4 separate regions of the Mus musculus genome follow, and all the other regions are linked to region 4. A link is a contact called in public HiChIP or PLAC-seq and promoter capture Hi-C data. All regions are on one chromosome and are shown on one strand. Each heading gives the region's core, a stretch centred on a gene start, on an enhancer-like site or on the middle of the called end of the contact. The rest is flanking DNA. Distances are from core to core; before and after follow the strand shown.

What was found. Promoter capture Hi-C pulls out the DNA fragments that hold promoters and counts their contacts. HiChIP or PLAC-seq counts read pairs in DNA pulled down with a chosen protein or histone mark.
Region 1: a contact with region 4 is called in a promoter capture Hi-C map of liver, with 2.0 times the contacts expected there. The contact joins the enhancer-like site here to the promoter of Coro7 in region 4. A contact is called at or near these places in 17 of 39 promoter capture datasets (the 3T3-L1 cell line, 3T3-L1-derived adipocytes, the C10 cell line and 10 more), 5 of 15 datasets of contacts at CTCF or cohesin (CD8 T cells, the NIH/3T3 cell line, embryonic stem cells and 2 more), 61 of 484 Hi-C or Micro-C datasets (the C10 cell line, the CH12 cell line, the G1E-ER4 cell line and 28 more), 5 of 115 datasets of contacts at active chromatin or transcription factors (the SCID.adh cell line, astrocytes, bone marrow-derived macrophages and 2 more) and 1 of 9 other capture datasets (embryonic stem cells).
Region 2: an H3K27ac HiChIP or PLAC-seq map of microglia shows a contact between it and region 4, with 5 times the contacts expected there. The contact joins the promoter of Adcy9 here to the promoter of Coro7 in region 4. A contact is called at or near these places in 3 of 39 promoter capture datasets (3T3-L1-derived adipocytes, the C10 cell line and liver), 4 of 484 Hi-C or Micro-C datasets (LSK cells, embryonic stem cells, muscle stem cells and 1 more), 2 of 115 datasets of contacts at active chromatin or transcription factors (microglia and pancreatic cancer cells) and 1 of 9 other capture datasets (adipose tissue).
Region 3: a promoter capture Hi-C map of liver shows a contact between it and region 4, with 2.6 times the contacts expected there. The contact joins the enhancer-like site here to the promoter of Coro7 in region 4. A contact is called at or near these places in 6 of 39 promoter capture datasets (embryonic stem cells, hippocampal neurons, liver and 1 more), 2 of 484 Hi-C or Micro-C datasets (embryonic limb bud and epidermal suprabasal cells), 5 of 115 datasets of contacts at active chromatin or transcription factors (embryonic stem cells, large pre-B cells, pancreatic cancer cells and 2 more) and 2 of 9 other capture datasets (adipose tissue and embryonic stem cells).

What each region holds. Positions count from the first base shown.
Region 1 is chr16:4,302,884-4,306,183 of GRCm38.p6, forward strand. Adcy9 (adenylate cyclase 9) reads right to left here. Exons shown (of 11, transcript NM_009624.3): 7 at 1,494-1,702. Among named protein-coding and RNA genes, the nearest start is that of Gm36359, 20 kb to the left of the region's middle. Within about 2 kb of position 1,443, at least 5 of the 459 cell types and tissues checked have an H3K27ac peak or open chromatin away from gene starts, as enhancers often do. A contact at or near this core is called in bone marrow-derived macrophages and liver, where this site is marked.
Region 2 is chr16:4,418,316-4,421,848 of GRCm38.p6, forward strand. Adcy9 (adenylate cyclase 9) reads right to left here and starts at 2,183. Exons shown (of 11, transcript NM_009624.3): 1 at 1,461-2,183; 2 at 1-1,273. The coding sequence starts at 1,230.
Region 3 is chr16:5,125,250-5,128,576 of GRCm38.p6, forward strand. All of the region lies in intron 1 of Ppl (periplakin), which reads right to left. Among named protein-coding and RNA genes, the nearest start is that of Ppl, 5.6 kb to the right of the region's middle. Within about 2 kb of position 1,547, at least 5 of the 459 cell types and tissues checked have an H3K27ac peak or open chromatin away from gene starts, as enhancers often do. A contact at or near this core is called in liver, where this site is marked.
Region 4 is chr16:4,677,747-4,681,081 of GRCm38.p6, forward strand. Coro7 (coronin 7) reads right to left here and starts at 1,974. Exons shown (of 28, transcript NM_030205.4): 1 at 1,806-1,974. The coding sequence starts at 1,865.

The sequences.
Region 1 (3,300 bases), core at 193-2,692, 380 kb before region 4:
GAAACCTACAACTGAACAATGTGAGGAGAGTCAGAGACCTCAAAGCACTCAGTCCTAAATGGGATGTCTTTATGAAAGCCTTCATCAGGGTCAGGGAGCTGTGTAGAAGACAGGGTGGGAAGACTGTAAGATTCAGAGGGAATGGACGATTCCAGAGCCAACAGGACCGACGCACACATGAACTCACAGAGATGATGATGGCAGGGCCTGCGCATGTCCAAGTCAGATGGGGTCCCAAATCTGAGAGGGGAAGTGGACAAGAGCTCCCATCTAATCAAGAAGCTCTCTGCAGTTGACAGCGGTTTGCAAAGGGAACATTGTTTTCTCCGATGGAGTCTCACTAGGTCCATAAACCACACCTACGGGTAGCCCCATGCCCAGCAGTGCATGGCCAGCACAAAATGAACTCAATGCTTATATATTTCTAGTGCTTTTCCTTTCTTTTTTGAGCCCTCCTTTTTTGGTCTGTTTGTTTTCTAAAGAGAGGGGAAGAAGGCTTGGAGCTGAGGGAGTGGGAACCATGATCAGACTATAGTGTATGAAAAAATATTTTCAATTAAAAAAATAAAGGAAGGGGGCTGGCTTGTCTTTATATGACTGAGCAGTATCAACCTGATACACTACGGATATTAGATCCTTGTTCCAGATGTGATCCATATTCCTCCCCGCTGTTTTAGGTTTTCTCTTTCCATGTTAGGCTATCTTTGTTTGTTTTGGTCTGTGTAGTCCAGGTAGCCTTGAACTTGCTAAACAACTAAAGTGGCTTTGAACTCTTGATCCTCCTGCCTCCATCTCCCACGTGCTGGGATTGTGCCACTGTGCCTGCTTTGACAGTAGTCTATGTACCACGGCGTGTGTACACATCTACAAGGTCCAGCTTCCCTGTTCTTCCTGTTGCTTACACACTGCTGTCATCTCTAAGTACTGCCTTCCAAGCTCGGAAACTGACAACTTCCTTGGTTGGGCTAGCCTGACCCTTAGGTTAGCAGAGGCTCGCTCTCTGCTCCCATCTGTTATATGCTCCCTTTGCATTTCCTCCCCCCTTTCTTCTTTCTGAACTTCTCACTTCTCCTTTTTTAAAAAAGATTTATTTATTATTATATCTAAGTACACTGTAGCTGTCTTCATGCACATCAGAAGAGGGCATCAGATCCCATTACGGATGGTTGTGAGTCACCAGGTGGTTGCTAGGATTTGAACTCAGGACCTTTGGAAGAGCAGTCAGTGCTTTTAACCGCTGAGCCATCTCTCCAGCCCTCACTTCTCCTTTTAATCTCTAATTTAGATCTGGCATCAGCTGGGCTGAAGGGCGGCTGACCCTCTAGTGTGCCACCAGTGTGGGGTGAAGGTCAGTGCCCTGAAATGGGGTGAGAGGGAGGGAATGAAGTTCTATTCTCATTGAACACCTGGTTAATCAGTTTGCCTTTAACCATGAAGCCAGAAGAGGGAGCTAGAGGCTAAGCATTGGAGCCACTTCTCCAACTGGAGCATACCTGATGGACACTATGAGGGAAAGCACCTCCAGCAGCAGGTCTGCACCAAAGACGGCCAGGGCAGCCGGTGGGGGAGGGGTGGCGGTGGCTCCATACTTTAGGAAGCAGGTGATGGAGAGAATCAAGAACACGGTGGTTGACAGAAACACATCCAGAAGGGAGCTGAAGGTGGCACTGGCGAACGTCTTCACAGGAGAATTCTTTATGACCTGTTTAGAACAGGAGAGGATGGGATGAGCTGACCTGTCCTCAGATGGCCAGGGAGTACAGTGTGGAGGGACAAGTCCAGACCAGGCAGATGGCCAGGGAGTACAGTGTCCAGACCAGGCAGAGGCATATGGTTCACACGGGTCATCTCCGTTACGAAACTTGCCGAGGGTCACATAGCAAGAGGTTGTAAGACTCTCACACACATTTACACAGTCACTCCTGAGAGCCCAGGAGAACACATCTGGAAAGGCACATCTGGAAAGGCAGGAGGTGATGGGGCTTCCAGGGAACGGAGGGATGTGAAAACTTCACCAGAAGACAGGTAGATATGTAAGCAGCAGCAGCAGCTGAGGAAGGCCTCTGTGTGTGAAATGAGAGTATATGACATTTATTAGGAGAGCCTTCCAGGCTGGAGAGAAGGCTCAGGGGTTAAGAGTGCCTGTTGTTCTTCCAGAGGACCTGGTGTGACTTCCAGCACATGCATGGTGGTTCAAAACGATCCATAACTTCAGTCCCCAGGGATCCAATATCCTCTTCTGTCCTTTACAGGCACCAGGCACACGTGTGGTGCACATACATACATGAAGGCAAAGCAAACGTGAAATAAAAAGCAAATAAACTATGTAATTTTTTTTAAGGGAGCAAGCCTGTGTATCTCTGGGCTGGTTGGGTGCAGGGTGGGCATGAAACAAAGCTTGAAAGGACGGGCACCTGATCGTGGACTGACAGACACAAGAAATGGGCATGGTGTGGTAGTTACTAAAGAGGCACATGCATATTGCCAGGGAATTTGGGAGAAGGAAACTGCTATCACATGATGTGTCCAGAACGTGACCAGTTCCATACCCCTGTAGGCCCTACAGAGAGGTGCCACCCCAGTCAGAGGTCTCTACAGCCAACAGAGGAATAGGAGACAAGGCTCCTATGTGTAGATGAAGGCCCAAAGTGGCTATCCCAAAGAACATGGGGTGAGAAGCCACAGTGGGCTGCAGCCAGATGAGCTGACTCCCATGTGTGCCCCAGGCCTGTCTCAGGAGGAAGATACAGAATGTCAATCCTGGGGCTGTGGTGAAAGAAGGACATGGCACACAGTTGATGGGGCTTCAGGATTCAGGGACGAAGGAGGCTGGAGGTCCGTGGGAGGGAGAGGCATGCGACCTCCCTTCAGTTTAGGGAAACTTCCTTTCAGGCCAAACTGGTCTAGTTCCTCAGCCTTCAATGGATCCCAGGATCTGGAGAAAGTGGGCAAAGTCAGGCTTTGACCTTGGGAGAATGAGAGGGTTGGTCAGCCCCAATGTCAAGCCTGAACTCACCTGAGCAAGGTGGACACAGGGCTAGAGTAGAGGCCTCCTACTCACCCATGGAATTCTGAGGATAACCATGGGCCTGGTCCTAACTTGAGGTCCCCTAAAAAGACCTAAGATCTTACGTGAGGCTGCCACAATGACCTCCTCTGCAGAGGCACATGTGCATCACTGCTCCTTTTAGGGATCTAAGAAACATTCTAGGGAGTAGCCAGGGCTTGGGCAGAGAAGCTCAGGACAGCCAGTGGGGCGTTAGGGGAATTCACTCTCACCTGAATGCTCAGGTTTCCCAA
Region 2 (3,533 bases), core at 933-3,432, 260 kb before region 4:
TTTGTTGGCGCTCATCTTGGTGAAACCCACAATGTCTGCAAATAAAATACTGACTTCTTCAATCTGCTGCATCTTAAAGGGGCGGAATGCTATCGGTGCCTTCTGTATGGAGGACTTCTTCTTCCTGTTCTTGGGACTGGAGGTGGCATGCCTCTTGACGGAATTCTCACTCTCCTCGTCCCCTTGTTTCATTAAGTCGTCGGCTATGATTCTTGGCATCACTGAATGAATCATCCTCTCTTTCAGGGCTTTCTCTACTTCCAGATCTTTGCCGTGCATAATGGATTGTCCCACCTTGAGAAAGGTGCTCCTGGACCTCACCTGAGACATGACAAACAGATGGATCCCGATAGCGTGAATGCACACGTGAAGCAGGGCTCTGCTCAGCAGCTCCCAGTGCAGGGCCCCAGGGCCCGGAGAAGGGTAGCAGTCTTCGTTTCGGAAGTGGTAGCCGAAGGTCTCAAAAAGGACAGAATAGACCACCCCCAAAAACAAGCTCAGGTACAGAGGTAACTGCATGACTGTGTAGAGCAAAAGGAGCACTTCGATGCATATGGAGAAGCTTCCTACTTGAGATAAGCAAGTGTCCGCCGGAGTGGCCGTGAGAGTATGATTGGAGCTGTCAACACGTCCTGACAGAGGTGTCCAAACCTGAAACTGCGCAGCCAGGGTCAGGGCGAACACCAGCAGGGTGAGAGCCAGCGAGGTCCACGCATAATGCCGGGCGTACAGCTTGGTGAAAGTAAACAGGAAAAAGCCCACACACACCACCAGGAAGCACAGAGCTGGGACCACCATGACAATCACTTTGGATTTCATGTGGACAGCGAAATAGATGCTCCAGAGAAGGCAGGCGAAGCCCACATAAAAGAGTGCGTACCGGAAGCGGCGCTGGGTCTGCGGAAAGCAGCGCTCCAGGCAGGCCTCCTCCAGGTTCATGGAGTCGAATTTGGGGTCCCACCACCGGCTGGAGGCCCTCTCAAAAAGCTGGGGCAGCTTCTTCTGTCTGCGCAGGCGACCCCCGCCGCCAACCCTCCGGGGAAGGCCCCCTGAGTCTCCCGAGCTGCTACAGCTGGAGGAGATGCTGTACTTGCAGTGCTTCGGGTGGGTGTTGGAGGACAGCTGCTTAGGGTTGATCTTGACCCTCACGCTGTTGCTGTCTCCGCTTGAGTCGCAGCTCACCTCGGTGCTATGGTGATGCAGCAGCTGCTGGTGGGGTGAGGAAGCCATGTTGCCGAGCTCTTGGAACCTTTCCCGACCAGGTCAGGGGCACCTGCAGGCAAAACCAGCAGAATTAGAGCGGCCTGACTACACACACTCCCGGAGGGCCACGCGACCTGTGCTTGTCGCGAGTGCGAGCTCTGGCGAGCCACTTGGGAAGGCACCACCATATGTTCACCAAAACTGCCCATAACGGCGCATAAAAGCGCCAAGGCGAGCGAGAACCGCACGGGCCGTACCTGGTGCTCCCAGGGTTCTCGTGCCGCGGCCGCGCTGAGTCTTGGGTCCCCGGCAGCGCTGCGCTGCGCTCCCCTCGGGCGCCGTCGCCCGCTGGTGGCCTCTCCCCGTGCAACTCCAACTGCAGCTCCAGAGGGAAGTTCAGACCTTGAGCGCTCGGGGCACCGGGAGCAGCTTTCGCAAAAACAACTCGGGAGGCGAGCAGCGCTTCATCCTGCCGCAGCAGCGCCCGGTGCGTCAAAGCGCGCGGGCCAACCTGCGGCTCCTGCCGCGTTCCGTCCCCTTGCGGCTAAGCACCAGCGGGCTACCCTGCCCCGCGCCCCTGCTCGCGAGCTTGAGGAGCCCGAGGGCCGCCCGTCCGAGCGGCCGGTCTAGCAGGGCCTGCTGCCCGCAGCCGAACGCACCCCGGCCCAGAGCCGAGCTCGGGGCACTGCGCGGGCCCCTCCACAGACCGCCGTGCGGGCTGCCGCAGAGCCTGACTCCCGCGACGCCGGCTGGCCAGCACGCCGGTCGTCCGCACGCCGCGCCCACGCCCCAGGGGCCCTGCCTGAGCTACAGATGCCGCTGCGGCTGCGCCCGCCGCCCGCTCTCCCGCAGCCGCTGCCTCAGGTCGGAAGAGTAGCAGCCGCAGCCGCCGCCACCACCATCTCCGGCCCCCTCCTCCTCCCCCTCCCGCTGTCACTGACAGACGCGCGCCCGCGCCGCCCCTCTCCTCTGCCGCAGCGCGCACGCGCGGCCCGCGCACGTCACCGCCGGGTCCGGGACACGCGCACCAGCAGCGCGCCACCCCGCCTAGGAGCGCGCGCCCGGCTCGGGGCTGCAGCGGGGCGGGGCCGGGCGGACGCGCTCTGGGCGCCGCCCTCCGCCCTGGGCTGCTCCGAGCCTGGGCCGCCTGCTGTGGGCACCAGGCCTCCGCCTTCTTCCGAGGCCTTGGCTGCCTTTGACTACTTGCCCCGCAGCCTGGCCCCCAAGTCCGCACAGGAAGCATCTAAGCGCAGTTTACCTTTTGGATACATCGAAGTTTTCAGTCCCTGGCTTTGCTCGATTGTGACCTCCCTCCCATTCTGCCAGCAATGTAGGAGTGTTCCCAGTGGTGCTAGGCCCCTCTGAACTTGCTGGGGGATGGAAATGATCATCACCAGCCAAGCCACTTCTGATAGCTTCTAAAGTCGAGCACCACTGAGGACCACCTTTGCCAACCCCCTGGGGAAGTTATCTTCCCGACTTTGAAGATCTTTCATTCTTCACATGAACAACTGTTTTTCCCTCTCCACAAGGAAAACGTTCAAAGAAATCAGCTTCCCATTAATAAGTTCTACATTGGTCTGTGTAAACTCTGGCCTGAATAAACACAATTCTATATTCTCTGGTCGCACCCTGGCTGCCACACCGTACAGTGTTTTTCTGCAACCACAGGGGACTAACTGACCCTTCCTTCCCACAGCTCTCGGGGCCCATCCCAGGCATCCACAGTCACTGTGGAATTCAGGAATAGGAAGGTAAAATATAGACTATCTATACAACCGAATATTATTCGACTATAAAAATGAAGTACACTTGCTACAACCTCTGAAACACACTGGGTAAAAGAAACCAAACACAAGAGGCCACATATTGTATGATTGTATTAATGTGAAATGCCCAGAACAAGCAAATCTATAGAGAAAATACAGGTGATGGATGCCTGCGGTTGTATGAAGTACTAGGTATTGACTACACTATCAAGCCTGGGGGTTCCTTTTGGGGTGATGAAAACATCTGGAACTAGTGAGAACACAACGCCGTGGATTCTGTAGTAGGTATACTTCATGAACGTACTAGTGTCTTTGGATTGCTTTAATGATAAGTACAACTGCATAAATGGTAAGTTTTATGCAGTATGTATTGCACCACAATAAACAGGAACTTTTTAAAGTAAACGTGTCATTGTTGATATATTCCAGCTCAAAGTGCAAGATGTCCATCTAATTATGAGAAAACATCTGAGGAAGGAACTTAATCTGAAAAATACTCCACAACCAAACTGCCAAGTGCTCTTCACAGTGCCAGAGTCACCAAACACAGAGCCTAAGGTA
Region 3 (3,327 bases), core at 297-2,796, 450 kb after region 4:
TATAGGTGGTGTTCAATAAATACCAGATTGATTAGCCAATTGACCGATACTTTCCCTACTAGAAACTTCTGTGGTAATTAGACAGTCAGTTCCCCCACACCCAGTTATTAATCCTGGGGAAGTCAACCCTACACTGTGTGGGTTGCTGGGGCAATAATTCCTGCTCTGTTTTTAAGGCCAGAACTGTTTCTGCCCAGGGAAGGCCACCACTCCTGGCTTCCAGGCCTCCAGTTCTCATTACAGACACATAAAGGTCATGCCACGAATCTAGTCTTGAAGGCTCCTATGCTATTTACAAGGCTCAAGCTGACTATGGTGCCTCTGGCCATTAGGATGTCATTCTGAGTTAGAGTTAAGTCATCACGACCCAGTTGAGCCAGCAGAATAGTACCAAAAAGAAGTGGTCACCACCAGGACTGAATGGCTGTCCTTTCATGGTCATATTCACAGATTCTCCTTAAAAAGAAATCAACGGTCATTTATATCAATCATTTCCCAGTCCCCCTCTCAAGAGTATATCATTTTATTATTTCTCTGTGTGTGGCTGTTTTGTCTGCATGTACCTCTATACATTACAAGTGTGCCTGGTGCTTACGGAGGTCAGAAAAGGGTATTGGACCCCCTGGAACTGGAGTTGCATAAGGTTGTGAACCGCCATGGGTACTAAGAACTGAACCCAGGTCTTCTGTAATAGCAACAGTGTTCTTAACTGCTGAGCCATTTCTCTAGCCCACCATTTATATTTTTGATACATCTGCTTGTCTACATTCAAATGTTAGCAATAAAATTGCTTTTTGTCTTTTTCATCTTCATTGCTGTTGATAGCTGCCTTTGTTTTGAGATGAGGTCTCATTTTGTGGCTTAGATTAGCCCTGAGCTCACAATCTTCCTGCCTTAGCCTCCCCAGTGCTGGGAATGCAGGCCTGCATCACCACACCTGGCTGCTGTTTGTGCATTTCTAAACCTATTAACATTCTCTCTCACCTTTCATCCACTTGCTTTGCAAGCTCAGCAAATTGTATCCCTGTGAGGATACAAGGTGTCTCTTAAAATCTGGTCTGAATTGATCTTTATCAGTCCATCATCTGACAGCCCTTAGGCTCTGCTTACATGCTCCCATCTCTCCCTCCTTCTTATATTTCAGTACCTAGTGCCCTTCATTGTTACCCTGTCCTTTATTCTGCCCCTTCCCTAGTGAAGATCAGAGACTAGATGAGGGTGGGACACACTGCTCAGGATTTCCAGTATCCCTGGCCTCTGATCTGATGGCTGCTCCTATTCTTATATTCATGATCCAGTGGGCTACCACACAAATCCAAAGGACACCAAGATAAGATTGACTTATTTGAGACAGTGTGCAGATGGTTGTGTCCCAGTGTAGAGGCTTGTGAGGGCTCCTCCTGGGAACCCAAGTAAATCAGGGAGAAGGGAAAGGGCACTTCAGGCAGGAGGCACAGTTGGCCAAAAGCCTCATGGCTGGCTGGGAGCAGCATGGAGACGGGATAGGCACTCACCCTGTGCAGGGTGGTGTTTGCCAGTGTCCCAGAAAAGTCAAACCGTTGGAAAATCATTATCACATGCGGCCGTGGCCATGCCTGCAGCAGGGAGATGTACTATCTATTGGGTTCAAACAGGAATGGCCAAGGGCCAGCTGCAGGCATCCAGGCCCCAAGAGTCCCTTTTGGGCTGTGAGTGAGTTCTGGAGGCAGCAATGGGGACCCATTTAAGAGAGGGCAGGGCAACAGAAGGCCTCTCAGACTTGGAAGGCTGTGACTAAAACAGCAGAAAGAACAAAGCCCCGAGGCCAGTTCCCTCTTCTGGCTGCCCAGACAGGCTGAGGCAGGCAGGAGGGCACAGATGAGCCAGGGAGGTCCCATACTGCCTACAGGGGGTTGTTGTACCCTGGCAGTGCCTCAGCTTATATGTACCCCTCAGCTTTGGGTAGTAACTAACATTGCTAGGGTACTAGCTGAGCCATGCTTCTCTCTCTCTCTCTCTGTCTCTCTGTCTTCCTCTCTCTCTGTCTGTCTCTCTCTTGTCTGTCTGTCTGTCTGTCTGCCTCTGCTGGTCCTCGACAGTGTCTGGGTCTTTAGCAGTGCTTCCCATAGGCTGAGCCCGACTCTGTCCTAGATCTCTTCATCGGCCAAAATGTTTTGCAGAGAGCTGGTCAGACTAGGATGTAGTGGCTCCTAAAGGTAATCTCAACACATGGGAGGCTCAGGCAGGAGAACTCAGGAGTTCAAAGCTAATGTAGTTAATTGAGGGTCAGTCTGGGTTACAGAATGAGTTGAAGCCAGCCTGGGATATAAGGTGAGTTCAAAGATACCTTAGGCTATATAGTAAGTTGAGACTCTGCCAAAATACACTCCCCCACAACCCTACAAATAGATTACTTAAGTAATTACGTTAAAAATGGGACAGGGGTAGTGACAGAGTCTGAAGCCCTGGGGTCAACATTCAGTCACATGACTGGAGAGTCTCTGGACTAGACTGCCATCATTCTCAGGCATGGGGGAGGGATTCCTCTTCTAGAACCCCTGTGCCCCAGTAGAAGCCTCTTGTGAGCCCAGGGTGTTCATTTACATTCAGCCTCAGTGTTCACCTCTGGGAAATGGGACCAGCCCATGTGGTGGGTCAGACTGACACCTTACCATATTCCAGCCATGTAGCCCTTCTTTGGCAGGCACAGGGATGTGGCAGGCTGTTTACTGTGCCCAAGACACCCAGGTCCTTATGTTTTGCTGACAGGCCCTCCTTTAAGTCATTCTCCTTCTGGCTGCTATGCATCAGTGGGTGCGTGCACAGCCTACTTGAGTCTGCTGTCCGGCAGGCTTCTAGACTTAGGACCATTCCCGTCTTAGCAGTGTGTGATGGCTACCCACTCTGAAGCTGAGCCAGAGCTGGGCCTGTAACGCCATCACTTTGCTGATCCACCAGCAGTTGGTCCGAGAGGGGGCTGTAACCCTGCTCCTGTTACTCAGATGATAAACCAGGTTCCTAGATCCGAGGTGATCTCCACAAGGGCACACAGCTCAGGAGAGGCACACTGCACTTGAACTCATGACTAGTGGTTATCAAACACTACTCTTAGAGACTAAGGTGGTTAGGGTGCCCCAAGACGTTCTTCTTGCTAGTCCTCTCCTTCCACACAGGCTCCTCTCACTGGGCCAGGGCCATTTGGGATGGTTACTCTTGATTGTAAACTTGATAAGACCTAGCATCATTTTGGAGACAAACTTTTGGGCATCCCTAGCAAGGAGTTTCTAGACTGAGTTAGTTGAGGAGGGAAGATCCACCCTGAATCTAATCAGCGCTGTATTTATGGGG
Region 4 (3,335 bases), core at 724-3,223:
AGAAACCCTGCCTCAAAAAGAAAAAAAAAAAAAAAAAAAAACAAGAGTATGAAAGTGGCAAGGAAGTGACCATCTAACAGAAGATGGGTGTGCTCCTGTGGCTACTCTGCTGAAGCCAGGGCCCACGGCCCCTTGTGAACATCACACTCAGTAGGGAGAAGATAAAGATCTGGCTTCCTCAGAGCATGCTCCGCCCTGGATGAGTGAAGGCAGTAATGGTGACACCCCGCATATGGGAAAGAAGAGCGCTCGCCCTGCAACTGAGATCAAGGACCCCATTCCCTCTGTTGGTGTCAAAGCACAGATCTGCAATCCTTCTTGCCTCAGTAACAAGCACTCCTGAGGCCCCCGGTTCTGTGGGCCTGTCTGATTAACTTACTAGAAGGAGGTCCATACAGAGAGAAGCCACAGAGCCCTGAAGGTCTCTCCAGATCCGTCCACTAATCATTACTGCACTCTTAGTAATAGTCTGCATCCAAATCTAAGCACTGTGTACTTCCTCTCAAGCTTTCAATGGCGCCATACTATACTCATAACAAAACTCAACTTCTTCCTCTGAAGGGCTGCCCTGTAACTCATCTGTCACCAGCTTTGCCTGGCTAATGGCCTCTGTCCACCCTGGGTTCACTTTCTTTTTTTCTTTTTTCTTTTTTTGGTTTTTCGAGTCAGGGATTCTCTGTGTAGCCCTGGCTGCCCTGGAACTCACTCTGTAGACCAGGCTGGCCTCGAACTCAGAAATCTGCCTGCCAAGTGCTAGGATTAAAGGCCTGCACCACCACCGCCCGGCCACTTTCTTTTTCTTTACTGGCTTTTTTTCTTCTCACCCTTCTGGCCTCTGTTGAAATCCACCCACCTGGGCACTGTCCTCCACAATACTATTACGTTCAACTCTACTTCACTTCTTTACATCACAGCCCACCACATACCCCCGGGTGTTCTGATTCTTCAGTGGATTTATATTGTGCTTGCTGACCAGAGGCTGTTAAGTTCCACAGAGAAGGGGAAATGTCACAATGTTCACTGTTTTAGAGAGCTGAGCAGCACACAATAGGTACAGAAAGGCTAACTGTCCAGAGAATGAAAATGGAGCACGGTTGTCCTAACTTGCTTTGGGACACTAGAGGTCCAAATAACACAGGGGGAGAAAGGCCAGTGCCTCACCGAGTGGAGTGTCCTTCTTGACACTCCATCTGGGATCCACCTGCTCTAGGCTTCTCCAGGCCCCAACAACCGCTAGTATCATCACCCCAGTAAAGGAAGAGCTTGCACCAGTAGACAAGGAAGAGTGGCAGAAACTCGAGGGAGGAAGCCTGCCTGGCCCCAGGGGCTCCCTCTCCAGATGATACCTTCCCTCTCACTGAGACCACAAGAAAGAGATGCATCTCTCCCACAGCCCGGCCGGCCCGGAGCAGGGGTGATCCTAGACTGCTGGAAGGGGGAGACCGGCGTCGACAGTTTCCCAGCCAGGTTCCCAGCAAGGCCGACCGGAAACAGAGGCCTGTTCGCGTCTGGGAGTGCTGCGAGGCCTCCTGGGGTAACAGGGGGAGGCGAACCGGCCAGGCCGACCTCCGGGATCACCCAACTACTAGGGCGCGTCATCAGACCTCCGGACTCTGTCCTCTGAGCAGTGAAGGGGCGGCCTGAACTCTAGGGTTCATCTAAAGGGAGAAGTTCCGGGTGGACAGATGGGGCGAGGTGGGGTGAGGGTCTTCACAACCCAGAGTGTGCACTGCACAGGCAGGCACTGGGAATGGCAGTCCTCCGGGACCAGAAGCCAGGGAGTGGGGTCCACTGGCCGGGCTCACCTCTCGGCGGGACGGCCGGGCCTCCATATGCCGAAACTTGGACACCTTGAAGCGACTCATGGCAGCTGGGACAGAGCAAGCTCAGGCTGGAGAACGAGGGTCGTCAGGTACTAGGTGAATGAAGAGAAGCCGCCCTGGACTCTTGCAGCCTGCCGCCTCAGCAGCCTGCAGCCTGGTGCCACGCCCTTATTGATGACAACCAATCGGAAGCTCCTGCGGCCTGCCTAGGCACGCCCCCACGTCACCCTTCTTCAGCGCGACGGCCTTCAGCCCCGCCTTCTTCAGAGGCCAGGACGACCTGAGAAGTCACGCCCTGATGCCTGGGGGACTACTGCACTGGTCGGAGGTCATGTGAGCCGCAGCTGTCCTACCGAAGGAACCACACTTCAATTGCTGCAGGATTAGACTTGCAATACTGGTCCCTGAGGTTTTACAATGACCTGAGAAATAGCAGGACAGAATTAACTAGACTAAAACTGGGAATAATCCCCGCGACCCATAAAAGATAAGAACCACTGAGACTCAATCTTTCTCTCTCTCAATCTCTCTCTCTCTCCCTCCCTCCCTCCCACCTCTTGTCTCCCCTTCCCTCCCTTTCTACCCCTTTGTTTTGAGTTTTATTTTTATTTTATTTTATTTTTGTTTATTTATTTATTTATTTATTTTGAGACAGGGTTTCTCTGTGTAGTCCTGGCTGTCCTAGAATTCACTCTGTAGACCAGGCTGGCCTCAAACTCAGAAATCCCCCTGCCTCTTCCTCCCAAGTCCTGGGACTAAAGATGTGCACCATCACTGCCCAGCCAAAAATACACATTTTATAATGCAATTTTTTTCATACTAGAGTGTATGATGATAATGACCAAGTGATATATAGCTTTATTCTCAATATCTGTGAGCATCAATTTTCCCTTAAAAATGATTTTAGCTGTGGATTGTAGCTCAGTTGGTAGAGTGTTTGCCAGGCATGTATGAAGCCCTGGGTGCCATCCCCAGCACAGTGACATAGTCCTATAGTCCCAGCATTCAGGAGGAAGATCAGAAGTTCAAGGTCAGCTTGGTTTACATAGTTCGGGACTATATAGTGAGAACCTGCCCAAAAAGAAAAAAAAGAAAAAGAAAAAAGAAAGAAAAGAAAAGAAAAGGGAGAAAGAAGGCAGGGTTGGGAAAATGGCTCAGTGGGTAATTATGCTTGCTCTTGGTTAGACTTGTTGGATCCCCTGGCCTTGTGAAGTGTCTTAAACTGCCACATGGGTGCTGGGAATCAGACTTGGGTCTTCTTCGAAAATAAGGAGAAACAAGTACTCTTGACTGCTGGGACATTTACTTTTGTTCACCTGTCTATCCCTGCCTACTCATCTGTGTGCACACAATGTTGGGGTCCAGGAATTGCCTCACAAATCACACAGACATTGATCTCGGTCAGACCAGGATGGTTTATTGATCATATGCTCCAGGATTGGTCGACCAGGGCCATGGTCAGGATTTCAGAACTGAGCCACTACCCTGAACTAAGATCCTACAGGGCTTTTA